Linked DNA regions of Mus musculus: region 2 is linked to region 1. Evidence: chromatin contacts called from public HiChIP or PLAC-seq data. All regions are on one chromosome and are shown on one strand. Each heading gives the region's core, a stretch centred on a gene start, on an enhancer-like site or on the middle of the called end of the contact. The rest is flanking DNA. Distances are from core to core; before and after follow the strand shown. Region 1 has its middle 79 kb from the start of Gm40816. Region 2 overlaps B3gnt2 (UDP-GlcNAc:betaGal beta-1,3-N-acetylglucosaminyltransferase 2).

Region 1 (7,366 bases), core at 2,493-4,992:
AAGCTAGGGCTTTAAAGTCTATAAAGAGTTTCTACCTCCTACTATAGCATTGGTCAGTTTAAAGAGAGGCAAGTGATTAATTAGCTCACAATTATTGTGCAACGTGTCCTGATCTGGGCTGACAAGTCTGAGTCTGTACTGGCAGAGAAAGAAACCCTACAAGACCTTTGCTTTAAGATGCTGGCTTTTGTCTCAGGTCAGGAAGGTGAGGAAGAAGCTGGCCGTGTTTGCAAGTTCACCACCTTTATCGCCTACCCATGACCCATTTTCCTATATGCCTACCTTTGTTTTTGTCAGTATCTTGCTGTAGCTTGGAACTAGCTTTTAAAGACACAAGAGTAAGGAAATAGTTGTCCACTGTGGGAGTTACTTTGCTTGTCATAACAAAACACTTGACAGGAGCCATTCGGACTTGGGAGATTATTTTAGCTCACAGTTTCATAGTGGGAATGGCGTGGTGGTGATCATGGCCACCGGAAAAAGTTCCTGTCTGTGGCTGAATTCATAGTTCTCCAGACGAGGAACCAGAGAGTTCAGGCCAGACAGGGTTGAGCTGTAACACTCTTGGCCACACTCTTTGGTCTTGCGCATCTTCCAGTGAGGCCTCATATCCAAGACAGCACCACCAGATGGTGACAAATTATTTAAAATATATGAGCCTATGGGGGACATTTTAAATTCAAGAAATAACATCTTGTGTTCTACAGGACTATTTCTGAGGCAAGCATCAGCATCTGTAGGTGTTCAGCTGTGTCTGCTAGCAAAGGACCATCCCGTTTCAGCTTATTGACAGACTCACATCCCTTCACAGAGGGTCAAGGAGAATCACAGCACCTCACCTGAGCATCCAGCCATTTTGTGTCACTTATTGTATGCAATTCTGCCCTAACTGAATGTAGCCTTGGGGAATGGAAAACTAAGGGAGGAGACTCTATTTATGTTGCTATGGGACGGTTAGCATTTCTGCTGGATAAATACTTTAAAGTGCAGCCTTGCCTTGGGGAGGGGGATGTTATGTGTGTGTGTGTGGGGGAGTGTAGTAGCCACACTGAGGTGGCACAGGTGGCTTGTTTCTTCACTCTCCTGAAGAAGTCCCTCTTCCCCCTAGGTTCTCTCCCACAACAAGCGTGGTGAGGCTTGCTTCCTCGGCTTACCTCTGCATTTTCCCTCGGCAAGCTCGGGGGTACTTACCACCTCCCTGGCTGCTCTGAGAGGACTCAAGGAGTCACGGGTGCCAGCCTGAGTAAGACAAATGACAAAAACTGCTCAGCTTCAGTGGCACCAAGGCCAGCACCCTCCTGGCCTTCAAGGTGCATATCCTTGAAGAAAGGAGATTAGGGTCCCACGCTTAAATCACAGAAAAGAGGTAATCAGAGGTCACAGACAGTTATGGCCGGCCATAAAACTAGTTCCTGATAGCCCCACAAAGGACAGTCTTTAATCCCCCTCCCAGCCTCGGGATTCTGCCCCACCAAATGATATCATGTCTGAGTCATGACTTACCTCACCTGCCTTCCCTCCCCTTCACCCTAAGCATTCAAGGACTTTCTAACTACACTGTATATAAGTGCCAAGACACCTGAGCTCATGGTCACACTCCTTGCCTACTCTGTGGGAAGGTTATCGATTCTAGTCAAGTCTTGTAATAAAGGACTCTTATGCAAATTGCAGTGGACTTCGAAGTTCTTAAGTTCTTCTGGGTTTTCCTGAGGAATCGGGGCATAACAACACTTATTTAGGAAACCTCTCACCTATGCTCTGCAACTCAGCTCAATAAACTCATTGGTGCCCCAGGGTGAACTTCAACGGTACTGTTTTTTGGTTTGCTGTTGGCATTTTAGAGAGGGGGGAAAAGACATCATTACCCAGGGAAGAGATTGTAACAATACTTGTCTAATCCTAGCCAGCAGAGTTAGATAAAACCATGGATGGGTTTGGGACGAGCAATGGTGTTGACCCTGATAGGGAGAATGAGACAAACAGCTGAAGTGAAGTACCATGTGGGGTTGGGGGTTGAGTATTTGAAGAGGAAATTTTTACATGGTGGTTTGTTCCTATACAGCAACAGTGGGAGTAGTGTCAGAGGCCTGGGCAGTGAGACCTGTGAGTAAGGTGAGGTCACCTAAACAGGGATGGCTGTGTGGGAAGTCCCAGGATGCAGTTGTCTTCTAGGTGGTATGAGGTGGCACAGATGTATGATGAAAGGAGCCAACGGGAGGATGTAGAGATGCTTTGAGAACAGCCTAAGGTCTAGAGAACAATACAGGTCCTGGGAGTAGTACACTAGGGCAGAGGTACCAGCAAGCAGTTGCAGAATCCGCCTAATCACTACTGTGGGTAACAAAAGATCTATCCAAAGCTGGGGTGGCACCTGGCTTCTCTGTGTTGGCCTCATATGTAGCAGATCAATTGGATAAAAAAAAGGTGTGTGTGTGTGTGTGTGTGTGTGTGTGTGTGTGTGGCGGGGGGAAATGGAGGTGATGGTCTGACTTTTTCTGTTGGTAGGGCACCAAAACGGGAAGACAACTCAGATTTGACTGTTGTGTGTAATTTTAAAAATGTATGTTTGCTCCTTTGCTCAGGACCACCACACTCTTGGCTTAGTTCTGAGATCACATTCCCACCAGCTCACACTACCTTCTTCTTGAGAGCTGGGCCTGACTCCGTCTGCTCCCGGTTTAGCTCCAAGATCAGCTGCTGCAGGGCTCACTTCCAATTTGCCCATTCCTCACGGCTAGCTTTGCCAAACAACCACAACCGCTCGGCTGCCCTCTTTCTCCTCCTGCCCACCTTAGTTCTGCAGATGAAAAATAGTAAACAGTTATATTATTTTAGAATTAGCCAGATAGCTCAATGGTTAGGCAAAGAGTTTCCTGCCCTAATCTTATCAGCTAGCTCCCACCATCTCCTTGAACCCCACGGAAGCTACAAACTCTAGGTACCCAAAGACCTCACATGTCTGCTGCTTCCAGCTCATCCCTAAGCCTGGTCTGAAGAACCTCCTCTTTTCCTGCATCCCTTTGCTTCCTCTTGGGACCTGGAAGTCCCACCTTTTTCCTTTTGCCTAGCATTCGGCTTTTGCCTTTTTTATTGACACAATCAAGAACCAATCAGGGAAGCAACACCTCCCTCTACATTAGATTGGTAAAATAGAACCACCCCTGAATCCAAAACTTGGAGCCCACGACAGGGATTAGGTAGCAATGAGAAAGAAAGTGAACTCGAAATGGCAGAGGAAGCCCTAAAGTCCAACCTCTAATACAGAGAAAGGGGGAAAAAAGTCTATGACTCAGCTTTTAGCAATGGTACAGTGTAGGAGAGTATTTGGTAATGAGAAAGCATTCAGCGCTAGAGTTGCTGGAATCAGGGAGACTTTCTAGCAATGAAGGAACCCTTTGCCATTTAGCTTATGAAGCTTCAGGGCATGGGGGCCAATGGGATCAGCTTGAGACAGCAGAAGCAGCACTGAGCAATACAACCATCTATCTATCCCTCCTTGAGACAAAGGCATCACCAGTTAAGACAATATGAGAGAAATCAGTCTCTGATGGATTGGCTCACCGGAGCAATTAGGGACAGAGGGTAATCTTCAGTTGAGGTCCCCGTGAAAATCCAGCTCTAAAAACAATACCAGAGTGGATACTCCTGAGGGAACTGGGCATGTAGGAAGCCCAGACAGGACTGTGTCTATGGGAGACTTAAGAAAGAAATGACTCAGCACGGACACAGCCTGGTATGCAGTCTTGGTGTTAAGGCATGACCTGTACAAAGTGGGCGAGGTTTTGGCAGGCCTACTGACTTAGATGAGCACTTAGGCTTGTAAACTAGACTTGAGAGGTGCTAAGACCACCAGTAGGAGAAAGTGAGAGGCAAGAGACAGGAGAAAGAGTTTTGGATGGATTTGGATGGACTTGTGCAGAGCTGGAGCCTCTAAGGACAGAGCTGATGGGTAGCCAAACACTGGGTTTCTGGGCCTGTGGAGAGCTTTAAGGCCAGGCAAGCATTCAGCATAGCAGTATATGGAGCAGGCAACTGTGAGGTGCAGGTGATTTTCACTGCACTACCTGGTACAGAGGAAGAAGGTCCTCAGGATGGGAACTCTCCTAGTTATCCCCGGAAGGGGTGGCAAGGTGACCTACAGGTGAGTACCATACACGGCCACTAGAAGCCTCATGTTGATTAAATTGAATGTGGTTTGAATGAGAGTGGCCTCAATAGGCTCATACAGTTGAATGCTTAATCTCCAGGGAGTGCAACTGAGAAGGAGAAGATGGATTAGGTGGTATGGCTTTGATGGCAGAAGTGTATCACTGGGGGTGGAGTGGGGGTGGGGGGTGGGGTTGGTTTTGAGCTTTCAGGCCTGATGCCTAAAGGTCAGGATGTAAAGCTTCCAGCTGCTGTCTCAGTACCATGCCTGCCTTCTTCCTGCCTTTGGTGAAAATGGACTAATCCTCTGAAACCATAAGCAATTCTCCAAATAAATGCTTCCTAAGAATTGCCTTGGCCATGGTGTTTCTTCATAGCAATAGAACAGTAATTAAGACAGTTCCCCCCAATCTGCAGTCTCTGGGGACACTGGAGTGGACTGGTTCACAGTAAGCCCCCAAAGCACTAGGGCCAGTGAGTGACAGTGTATAGGTATTGTGAGGAAAACAGGTGTTTAGGTGGACTCACCTTAGTTACAGGTCTCATTACCCTCTCTGTACTGCCCCTGCCATGAATCCAAGTAGAACTACAGGAACAACTAAACTCATTCTGTGGGTGGGTGGGTAATTATGCTCCCCCAGAAGTAAAATGTGTGCATCTCTCCTGAAGTGGGAATGAGGGAATTTCTGGTTTCTTTGGATACTCAGTTGTGTCATGTGATTTTTTTCTGGAAGCTGTCTTATGAGAGGATTTTTTTTTTTACAAAAAGATTTATTTATTATTATATGTAAGTACACTTTAACTGTCTTCAGACATACCAGAAGAGGGCATCAGATCTCAATATGGATGGTTGTGAGCTACCATGTGGCTGCTGGGATTTGAGCTCAAGACCTTTGGAAGAGCAGTCAGTGCTCTTAACCACTGAGACACCTCTTCAGCTTCCATGAGAGGATGTTTTACTGAAGCAGATATGTGAGAGGATGTTTTGCTGAGAAAAGACATGTGGTATTTTTCTGGAAGTTGTCTGGTGAGAGGGCATGTGATGTTTCGCTGGAGTGGATGCTTGAGAGGATGTGTTAGGTTTGGAAAGAGTGTAAGTATAAGTATAACCCATCAGACAGTGGACTATGCTCTGGCATTGGTTCACCTTGTAACTCTTTGCTGGTCTTCACTGGCCTTTACTAAGTCTTGTCTTGGCTGACAACATGCCGCAGACCCTCTGGATCCCTTTGTCTGCATGGAATGGGTCTCTAGTCGCAGGTGGGCAAAGCATTGGATGAGATGACAGACAGATGCACACAGGAGAGGTTGTGTAGAATCTGAATGTAATTTGTCAAATCGAACATCAAACTTTTTATACAGAAGACAATAAGGAAGTTGGGTGACACACTCACAAGGTACAAAGAGGTTACTGGATTCTTACATAAAACAGAGGAATGCAAACACAGAAGGTCTAACAGGAACCACCTGGGATAGAATTCATTGTTAACAACTGAGATCAACAAGAGTTCCACCTAAGATTCACTTGATCTTAGAAGCCAGGGTCAAGGGCTTCGTGCCCTTGCCATAGTTCCTATTTTAGTCTATCGTATAGTCCACCTTTCCCTTAGGCCATTGTAAATATGTATGGGTGTAACTCAGCTATCGATAATTCTAAGTATCTACTCTGGTTTCTCCTTAGGTCTGAAACTTCCTTCTTCCTAGATGATGGTAAATTCCTGTGTAGGGCAGTGACCTAGCTTTTATTCAAAGTGATAGTGTAATACCAGAGGCAATTCTGAATGTCACTGAATAGGCAACATTCCTCCTGAATTCCAAGCCCATGGTCTGCTCAAGGACTTTCTAGGACATTGGAACACTGGTGAAGGCTTAGCTATGTCAGAATTCAATCTTAAAAGGCACTTATAATAAGATAATACTAAAAGAGAGCACGTGGATCCATACACCAGACTAATGCGGGAATAGAACATGAGTATATGGGTTAAAGAGAACGCCAGACTCCAGGAGTGAGTTTACGTGAAACTCTCTGTCTCATGAGTGGCTTTTAGGCCTCTCGGCCTGTCAAGCTGACTCGACCAGAGTGCATGGCAACAACACTCTTGCATTTGTTCATCTTGCTTCCCTTGCTGGTCTTTGCTTGTCGTGTCTTTATAGAGAGAATTGCACCAAAGACCTTCTGATGGTGTTCTGGCTGCTTCTTGCCACTTCTGAGGACTTGTGTTGATCTACAGAGCCTTGTGGTTTCTTCTGGCTCAAGCTGCTGTTACTGATTCATGTTTGTTGTTTTCCTAGGGGACTGGACTACTGACAATGAAGACTGGAATTGCCCCAAATAAGTACTTCTATACGGGTCCACAACCCCCTTGTCTTATTAGCCATCTTCCTCCCCTACCTTGGGAGGTTACAGCCTTACAGAACCCTTATTAAAGTGGGTTTTAAAAAATCTAAGCCTACACTCTCCTGAGAGAACAATCTGGGGATGGATGTTCTACTATAGGATACATCCTGCTGACTACTGCCATGCAGTTCTGGCTGAAATTGCAAGTGATAAAGGCAACTCCGTAGGTGTAGATGAGGCGTGAAGCCATAGCTTACCTACCACATGAAGGGTGGCAAGTCTCAAAACAGTTGGCTACCTAGGAGTCAGGACAAAATTACAGAAACCATCAAGGAGCTAGAAAGGTAGGGATCTTTCTGCCTAGCCCAGAGCCCCCTCAGCAGTCCTATGTGGCCAATAAAGAAGCTAGATGGTTCTTAGAGAATGACTTTGAAGTAAAGAAGGAAGTGTGCCTCCCATTTATGCGTTGTATCTAACATTTTCCTCTAACTGAATGGCTGTGCAAAACAAATGTCTTTTTGGCTGTGGACCTTGCCACTGAATCCTCAGGCCAGTTTGCATTTTCATGGAATGGGCAGCAATAGACTTTCAGAGTATTTTCCCAAGGTTATCTTCACAGCCCCACCATTTGTCATGGGATGGTAGCCCAGGACCTGGCTCTATTACACTGCCCATTCTCCACAAAGAGGTTTCACTATATAGATGATATGTTGCTGGCTTCTGAGTGCTCTACCGATTTGAAAGCTCATTGGAGAATTATAAGTGAACATGAGGGGATATGGATGGGAAATCAATTCCCATAAGGTATAGAGGTCTGGCATTATGGTAAAAGTTTTGGGAATATTGTGGTCAGGTAGACCATTCATGAGGCTCTACAAGGCT
Region 2 (7,366 bases), core at 3,582-6,081, 110 kb before region 1:
AAGAAATTGCTCTTTGGAATGCACTACATGTGTGTGTGTGTGTGTGTGTGAGAGAGAGAGAGAGAGAGAGAGAGAGAGACAGACAGACAGACAGACCGACAGACGTCTGTCTTGTCCATCCCTGGCTTTTAAGTGCCTGTGCCCTTAAATGAATCCTTTAGGTCTGCTTTAGGTCTGGCCTTAGATTGTCAAGGGAAGCCCAGTGACATTTAAAAATCGAATTATTTGAGTTATTTGTCTAATACAAAAAAAGATCAAAGTGAGTTTATAAACAGATGCTTCCCTCTTAATCTTGGAGCTCTGTAGTGGAAAATTCAACCAAAGATGGGAAATATTTAGAAAAAACAGAAAAAAAAAAACCCCAAACAATAGAAAATGATACAATAAAAGTAACACAAGTTAAAGATACAATGTGACTCTAGCCCTTCACTGTGCTAGTGTGGCAGGCTCTGTAGCACAAGCTGAGTGCCCAGCCATGTTTCAGAGGCATCTTTCTGAGGCCTTGATAGGTACCAGTTGTACCTTGTTTGCTTTGCTTGTTTAAATGAGAGGCAACCATTTTACTATTCTTTGCCACATAAGGAATTACCTCTCTTCAAATGAACTTAAAATATCTCCTATTTTTAACTAAAAATATACTCCTATTTTTAACCGAGTGTTTTCTTTTGAGTTTTTGTTCTCAAGGTTCTGTTGGGTCTTCTGTTAAAAAGGAAAAAAAAAAAAACTCTTTATAATGGAAATTTTCAAATCCGGTAATGTGTTGAAGCCTCGGGCAATCCTGTTCTTGCCCCACCCTACCCATATCCTGTCTGCTGCAGGCTCTAAGCCGAGGGGAGAGGGAAGTGTCCTGGGTAGGGTGAGGCAGATAAATCCCTTCAGCCCTAGAGGGTGGATTGCTGCAGCCCTAGTTCCTATAATAGTAGTACATGCTGGGATTTAGTACTGAGGTGATGGGAATTACTTATTCAAAGAGACTGGGTTTCCAGTCAGTTCCTCAGTGTGCCCATATATTGAATGAATACTAATTTTTCTTGGTGAGTGGCCAGAGAAAGATACATTACTATTTTGAAGGTAAATGTGTTTTAAATCTATGTGCAAATATTTTAAAATTGTAGCCAAGACAGTCCGCAGATACTGTTCAGTAAATTGAAGTCTAAACAACATCCAAGAGGGTAGAGAGGAATTGGAAGTGAGGCCTGAGGGAAAGGGTGGCTTGTTTGTGTCACCCCAGAGCCAGATGTCCTAGGAATAGTCTGGGAGGAGATGGATGGATGGACTCTTACCATAGGGCAGAGGCGACTGGATGCATGGGAAGAGTGATACTTGGTTCTTATTGGTGGGGTGCTAGGGGGGCATCCATCTTTTAGGGCTCTTGAGGTGTGGCATGTAGTCTGCCTCTCTCTGGGCTCAGAGCCAGTCTCAGCTTTCCTGGAGCCATTCTGTTTGGCAAACAGACCTGGGAGGAGAGGTACATTGAGGGGACTAGATCTTCTCTTCTTTTAGAGGGGTGGGCTGCTCTGTGTGGGGCACTAAGAATCAGGAGGTGATTGTACAGTTCCCACAGAGAGCAGGGACTGAGCCTGGCCCTTCATGGATGGGGTAGAACTAAGAAGCAAGAGACCCGTCAAAGGCATTGACAGTAGCACTTCTGGATGGAGGGGGGTCAAGTCCCTGAGAGTGCTCGATGGGATGACTGTCTTCCCTCCATGCCTCTACTCCATACTGCTTCTTGCTGCCTCCTGCTTCTCTCAGAAGTCAGAACCTCAGCCAAGTTTCTGGCCTTAGGGGCCAGTTTCTCCCTAAAGTGAGGGAGGAGACTTGGTAACCATTTTCCTGGCTTATGCATTCTGTGGGCCCTTGATTAGACCTACAGCTGGAAGGAGCACAATGAGGATGTAGGAGTGCCATTTGTTATTTACAATTTTCTACCTAAAGAAAATCTGGGCTAAAATTAACACACCAAGTAATGAGTTCCGTTATCTTTGTCTGTTTTGCCTTGCTAAGTGTGGAGCCCAAGTTCTGGATATTCTAGGCATGTGCTCTGCTACTGCATTGCACCACCAGGCTCTGCTGTGGTTTCCGTGCCCAGGGCTTTGTTTGACCCACACTGACCTTGGATCTACTGTGTAGTGAAGAACTTCTGTTCTTCCAGTTTCTACTCCTAATGCGACCATAAGCATGTGTGGTGCTAAGGATCAAATCCAGGGCTTCTGGCAGCCTAGGCAAGCACTCATCTAGCTGGGTCACATTCCCAGTTCTCACGCCTGTTTGTAGAAGAGTCAGGTAGCTGTCCTTTAAGAGACTGTAATACAGTAAGTCTAGGAGTTGTGGAGTCTCAGGCTGTGGTCTCTTATTTCCCTTGGTGTCTTCTTCACAGTAATCAAGGACGTGTTCTCTTTTGGGAAAATTTGTTACTGGAAGCCTCTGTCCTAACAGCGGAGAAGTTGAAACTTCCCAAAGCAATTTATTAGGTTACTTAAAATAAACACGGTGTTTGAGATACTCTCGAACTTTATTTCATAGAGCATAGGAATTACCAAATATAGTTAGTTAGAATTGAGAAAGACAGAGTTTGCCCATAGAGTATGTGCTGAGAATAGCTTAGGTTTGTGTTGTTTGTGTGTTTGCTTTAAGGCGGTCTTGTTGGGTAGTCCAGATGTCTTCATACATACTTGTGATTCTCCTGACTCCCCAAGTGATGGGATTATAGGACTATGACACCAGGTCTAACTTTACATAGGTGATTTAAAATTTTTATTTTTAAATTTTTTACTTTGTGTGTGTGCGTGCCACATATGTGTGTGCCCATTGAGGCCAGAAGGCCTGGAGCTGAAGGTACATACAATGTAGCTAAGCCTCTCATGAGATGCTGGGAACTGAACTTGGGTTCTTAGAAGAACAGCCAGTGTTCTTAACCACTGAACCATCTCTCTATCCCTTAATTGAAATTTTTTAGAAGATTTACTTTTAAGTAAGTGTGTGTGTGTGTGTGTGTGTGTGTGTGTGTGTACGTACATACATACACATTTGCTCCTAGGGGTTAAAGAGGACATCAGAGCCCTTGGAGCACACTATGGTCATGATCATTCTAATAGTTACTTAAAGTTTGTCTTCTAACTGTTTTAACTGGCTTTTACTGTATGAATCTATAGAAATGGGTACCCAGCCCCCAGCCTACCTTTACACCAAGATTACCAAGCCAAGATCAGTGGCCTGCTTATTTCCAGAAGCAATTACACCCTTTATATAATGGGATTCTGTTTCTAGTCCAGTACTGTAATCTATGTTTGTGCATTTTTATTAATTTTTAATTGCCTTCTTCCTCCCTTTCCCCATCCCTTGGGCCTGTGTTTGTTTATAGACCTACTTAGTTGTGACTGTTTCCTGAGAGTGTTCTCAGGTAGCTCCACTGTCTTGAGGATGGTACTGGGTAATGTTGTCCTAGTATTAGCAAGTGGGGTATTAAGGAGAAAAGGTTTTTGACAAAACTCACCGTAAAAGAACTGGCAAGTAGCCAGCCAAGGACTAGAGGAGAAATGGTGGCTCATGTATGAATCTATCCAAGGATGATTGTCGCAAGCACTGTTAGAGACTTGATCAGAAAGCGGAAGCTTCCCTAAAAGCTGGGCGTGGTTGGCTGCACCTGCTTGCTACCTCAGCACACTTGGGAGGTAAGTCATGAGGACCAGGACCTCAGGGTTGCCCTTGAGGAAATTGCCCCTGTGTAGGAAATTCACGACCCCTGGTTGAAGACCCAGCCTGAAAAAACGGCAGAAAAGTCTTCCCTTTCTGTCCCCCTGCTTCCTCCTCTGCCCCTGGAGCCCTGTGAGTTTCTTGTCCTCAGCTTTGTTGTCTGTGGAGTGTCAGACTGATTAGAAATAAGAGTTCTGTTGTCCTGTCACACATGTCGTTAGAGAGTGATAAGTCAGATAAATGTGCAGGAGATGCCAAAGGCAGAAGTAATAAAGCTGCCCCAAAGTGGGTGAGGGGAACAAGAGGTTCAACTTCATGGAGCTTTTTCGTTTACTTTGTTACTGAACTAGAATTAATAGACTGTGGAAAAAGACCTTGTCACCAATGATAATTCTCCCTGAAGGTTGACAGTGACATGTTGGTTCTCCCTGTGGGTGACCTCAGCATAGTGAGGCCCTTGCCTCTGGGGACTTTGGTTTTCCTCTGTAAATAAGGAAATCTATATGGTTGCCTGGATTAGAAATCTGTTTCCTTCTGCAGTTGGGCTGCAATCCCGTGGGAAGGCATGTGTGTGTTGTTGAGTGAACAGTTGAGTGCAGTTGTACCTGGTGCTCTACCCGATTGCCTTTTCTGTCTCTGATAGGTTGGTTGCAGGGCAGGGGAGCCTGGGTTGTGGTACTGTTCCCTTCTGTCAGGTTCTGCTACTGGAGGGAGTGGAAGGCTAAAAGTTCTAACAGGATTGCATGAACATGTTTGTGGCGGGGCTAGTTTGAGCCTTTGCCAATCTTTCATTCTGTAGTGGGAATAAGTAACTAATCAAGAGTAACTCGTGAGTCATAAAACACCCAGGGGATTCCAGCCATGGCCTGAATGGTGCTTGTTACCAGACCAGCATTGCTTCAGTACCTCGTTGACCATTTGCTATGGGTCATTTCTTTCTCAATTTGATTTTTTTTTTTTTTTGCTTTTGTTTTATAAAAATCTCAGTCCTTGGTTTTTCTGAGAATTGTTTTATGCCCCTTCAAGTGTCAACAAATGCTGTGATTTAAAGACTGCTCTTCATTAGAGGTGCTCTGTCCTCTTTGATGTTGATGGTGATACACAGCACAGGAGCACAGGCTCTAGGTCTGGTTCAAAGGTCAAAGCTCAATCCTACTGGGATTAGCTCTCCACAGCTTAATTGCTTTATACTTGGGAGCTGGTTGTGAACGGTAAATGACATGAGAATATCTGGACAGAGTGCTGGGCAAAGGACAGAGTAGGAAACTCGGGAAAGAAGCCCATGAGAAGATGATAAATGAGAAAACCAAGACATGTTCTTTTCTGGTGGCGTGAAGAAGAGTGTCCGAGGGAGGTCAGAGGATGACCTTGTGTTTCTGGGTATGCAGTGGCAGAGGCCAGTCTGACCTCTCTCTGGTGGGTGAGGTCACAGTACTTCCATGCTAAATGACTTTGAAAGCATGTGTCTTCTTTGCCATTTTACTAAAATATTCAGATGGTTGGAAAAGTTAGGTGGCACACTGTCACGTTTTCCGTTAGAGGGGTCGACAGGAGAGAAACAGTCCTGTGTAGTCGGAGATAAGCAGAGCCTGGTGGAGGCAAACCATCTGTGCTTTCCAGAAGACATGCCTCAGTGAACCCCAAAGCCAACTGCATTTTTTTAAAAAAAAGAAAGTAATAATTATCTTTATCTGTTTATTTTGTATACACTTTCAGCTAATGCTACAGGGGAAAATGTTAGAAACCATTCCTATGGTAGAGCTAGGCAGAGATAGTAATGCATCAAATGCTTTAAGCAGGGGCAAAGACAATGAAACATTGTAACTGTACCTGCATGCCAACTGCATTTATACTCACCATAGACTGTTTCTTGTTTGTATGTGATGCAGCCTATCTGTTTTCACTTTTAAGCAGAGGTGTGAAAGAAAACATGTAATCTGTCTGGCAGCCCAGCCCAGCACCAGCAGTCAGTTTCTAACTAGGAGAACCCCTGCATCCACCAGCCCCATGCACTCCCGTGGTGGTGGCTCCAGAGCCATCTGTCTGCTTTGCCTTCCCACCCCAGTTCTTGTGCACCCTGCCACTCGCCATACTTCCAGAATTAGCCCTGCTATACAACCCCCTCAGGTCCTGTCTTGGCCCCTGCTGTCAGTTAAAGCTGTGCCATTAATTGCCTCTGCTTATTTCACTGGGGGCTCTTCTTTGGTGACCTCTCCCCTTAACTCCAGGTTAAAGGGACAATAGTATGGTTAGAGGTGCCTTTGGGTTGATGGCACAGAGACTGTCAGCTTGCACTGGCTCATTGGTTACCACTTCTGCTGCAGATGCACCTGCTGTTGCCTGACCTCTGAAAATGGATCTGGGCCGTTAGCTATTTCTCTTCACTCTCTGTAGGTTGAAGGTTTCTGTTCTGCTGGTAGGATAAAGAGGTTTTCTTTCTTGGGCTCTTGTCTATGAATTGTAAACGGGTGGGGTTGCTTTTCTCGAGCTCCTTGACGCCAGGCACAGCCCTTCTCCCCCCCCAGTGAGAAAGCCATCTAAGCAGCTGTGCCCTGAGCTGCACTGGTCTGGTCCCTGTAGTAACTTAGAATTCTCCTGAAGAGGGAAGGCCTGTCAGTTCCTGGCTCCAACAATATTGTGATGTTTTCTGAGATTTCCGCTCAGGATGGACACTGATCACTATTTCTGAAGCTCAGGTCCCCGAACTCCAGAGAGTCTATGCTCCCTGTTCCCTTCAGTAATAATAGGTTGAGGCCGACTTACGGAATATAAATACTTATATGTAATTCACCAGCCCACAGTCACCAGCGTAAGTGACTTTCCCATTTTTTTTTTCAGGAAAAGGTTATATGTATTTATTGGTCTAGCTTCTACTTTATCTTCACTGCTTTCAGTGACTTTGTCAGATGCCTATGTGTAGGCCTCGCTGACAGGATATGAGGGTGAGCTCGTGTTCCATGGGGGCCCTGAGCTTCAGCTCCAGGAGTCCTGTGGGAAGATGTCCTGTGAGGATACATACAAGAGGCGCTTGACTTGGGTAGCTTCATGTGCAGGGGACTGATCAATGTGGGAGTTGGGCGTTGTAGTGAGCAGCAAAAAAGAAGCCAAAGAGAAAATTCTGGGTTTTCCCCCATGCCCAGGACCAGAGAAAACCGTGTCTGTTAGACATTCTGAAACTGTTCAGTTTCAAGAGTTACAAGTGTTAATCTCTGTGTCCTTCTTTTGGAGGTTCAGTGGGTGGATGAAAATGTCTTAGTCAGTGAAGAACAAAACTGGAGAAATGTGCTGTATTTAGTATTTGGTGCCAGAAGCAGGAGCCCCAGAGGAGAGCTGTTGAATGATGTGGTGTTGAAGACAAGAAGCTGGTCTGCAGATTGTTATCAGGCTATTTTACACTGAAGAACAGGCTTTGAGAGGTCAAATAAATAGTAGTTGAGCTGATTATCGGATGGAAGATGTTGGAAGATGTCAGACTGGTTTTCAGCCTGAACAGTGGGTCTAAGCTATCTTATCTGCTAGCCCTGGGTGGTTTTTTTTTTTTTTTTAAAGTTTTTTTTTTTTTTTTTTTTTTTTTTTTTTTTTGTGGTTTTGTTTTGTTTTGTTTTTGAGACAAAGTTTCTCTGTGAAGCCCTGGCCATCTCCATAGATCAGGCTGGCCTTGAGCTCAGAGATC

The links. HiChIP or PLAC-seq counts read pairs in DNA pulled down with a chosen protein or histone mark.
Region 2: an HNF4G HiChIP or PLAC-seq map of pancreatic cancer cells shows a contact between it and region 1. The contact joins two enhancer-like sites. A contact is called at or near these places in 7 of 39 promoter capture datasets (the 3T3-L1 cell line, 3T3-L1-derived adipocytes, the C10 cell line and 4 more), 5 of 484 Hi-C or Micro-C datasets (cortical neurons, nephron progenitors, reprogramming fibroblasts and 1 more), 8 of 115 datasets of contacts at active chromatin or transcription factors (the SCID.adh cell line, bone marrow-derived macrophages, craniofacial prominence and 2 more) and 1 of 9 other capture datasets (pancreatic islet).

Annotation. Positions count from the first base shown.
Region 1 is chr11:22,729,472-22,736,837 of GRCm38.p6, reverse strand. No RefSeq gene overlaps it. Among named protein-coding and RNA genes, the nearest start is that of Gm40816, 79 kb to the right of the region's middle. Within about 2 kb of position 3,742, at least 33 of the 459 cell types and tissues checked have an H3K27ac peak or open chromatin away from gene starts, as enhancers often do. A contact at or near this core is called in pancreatic cancer cells, where this site is marked.
Region 2 is chr11:22,845,031-22,852,396 of GRCm38.p6, reverse strand. The region is part of intron 1 of B3gnt2 (UDP-GlcNAc:betaGal beta-1,3-N-acetylglucosaminyltransferase 2); the gene reads left to right. Among named protein-coding and RNA genes, the nearest start is that of B3gnt2, 11 kb to the left of the region's middle. Within about 2 kb of position 4,831, at least 102 of the 459 cell types and tissues checked have an H3K27ac peak or open chromatin away from gene starts, as enhancers often do. A contact at or near this core is called in pancreatic cancer cells, where this site is marked.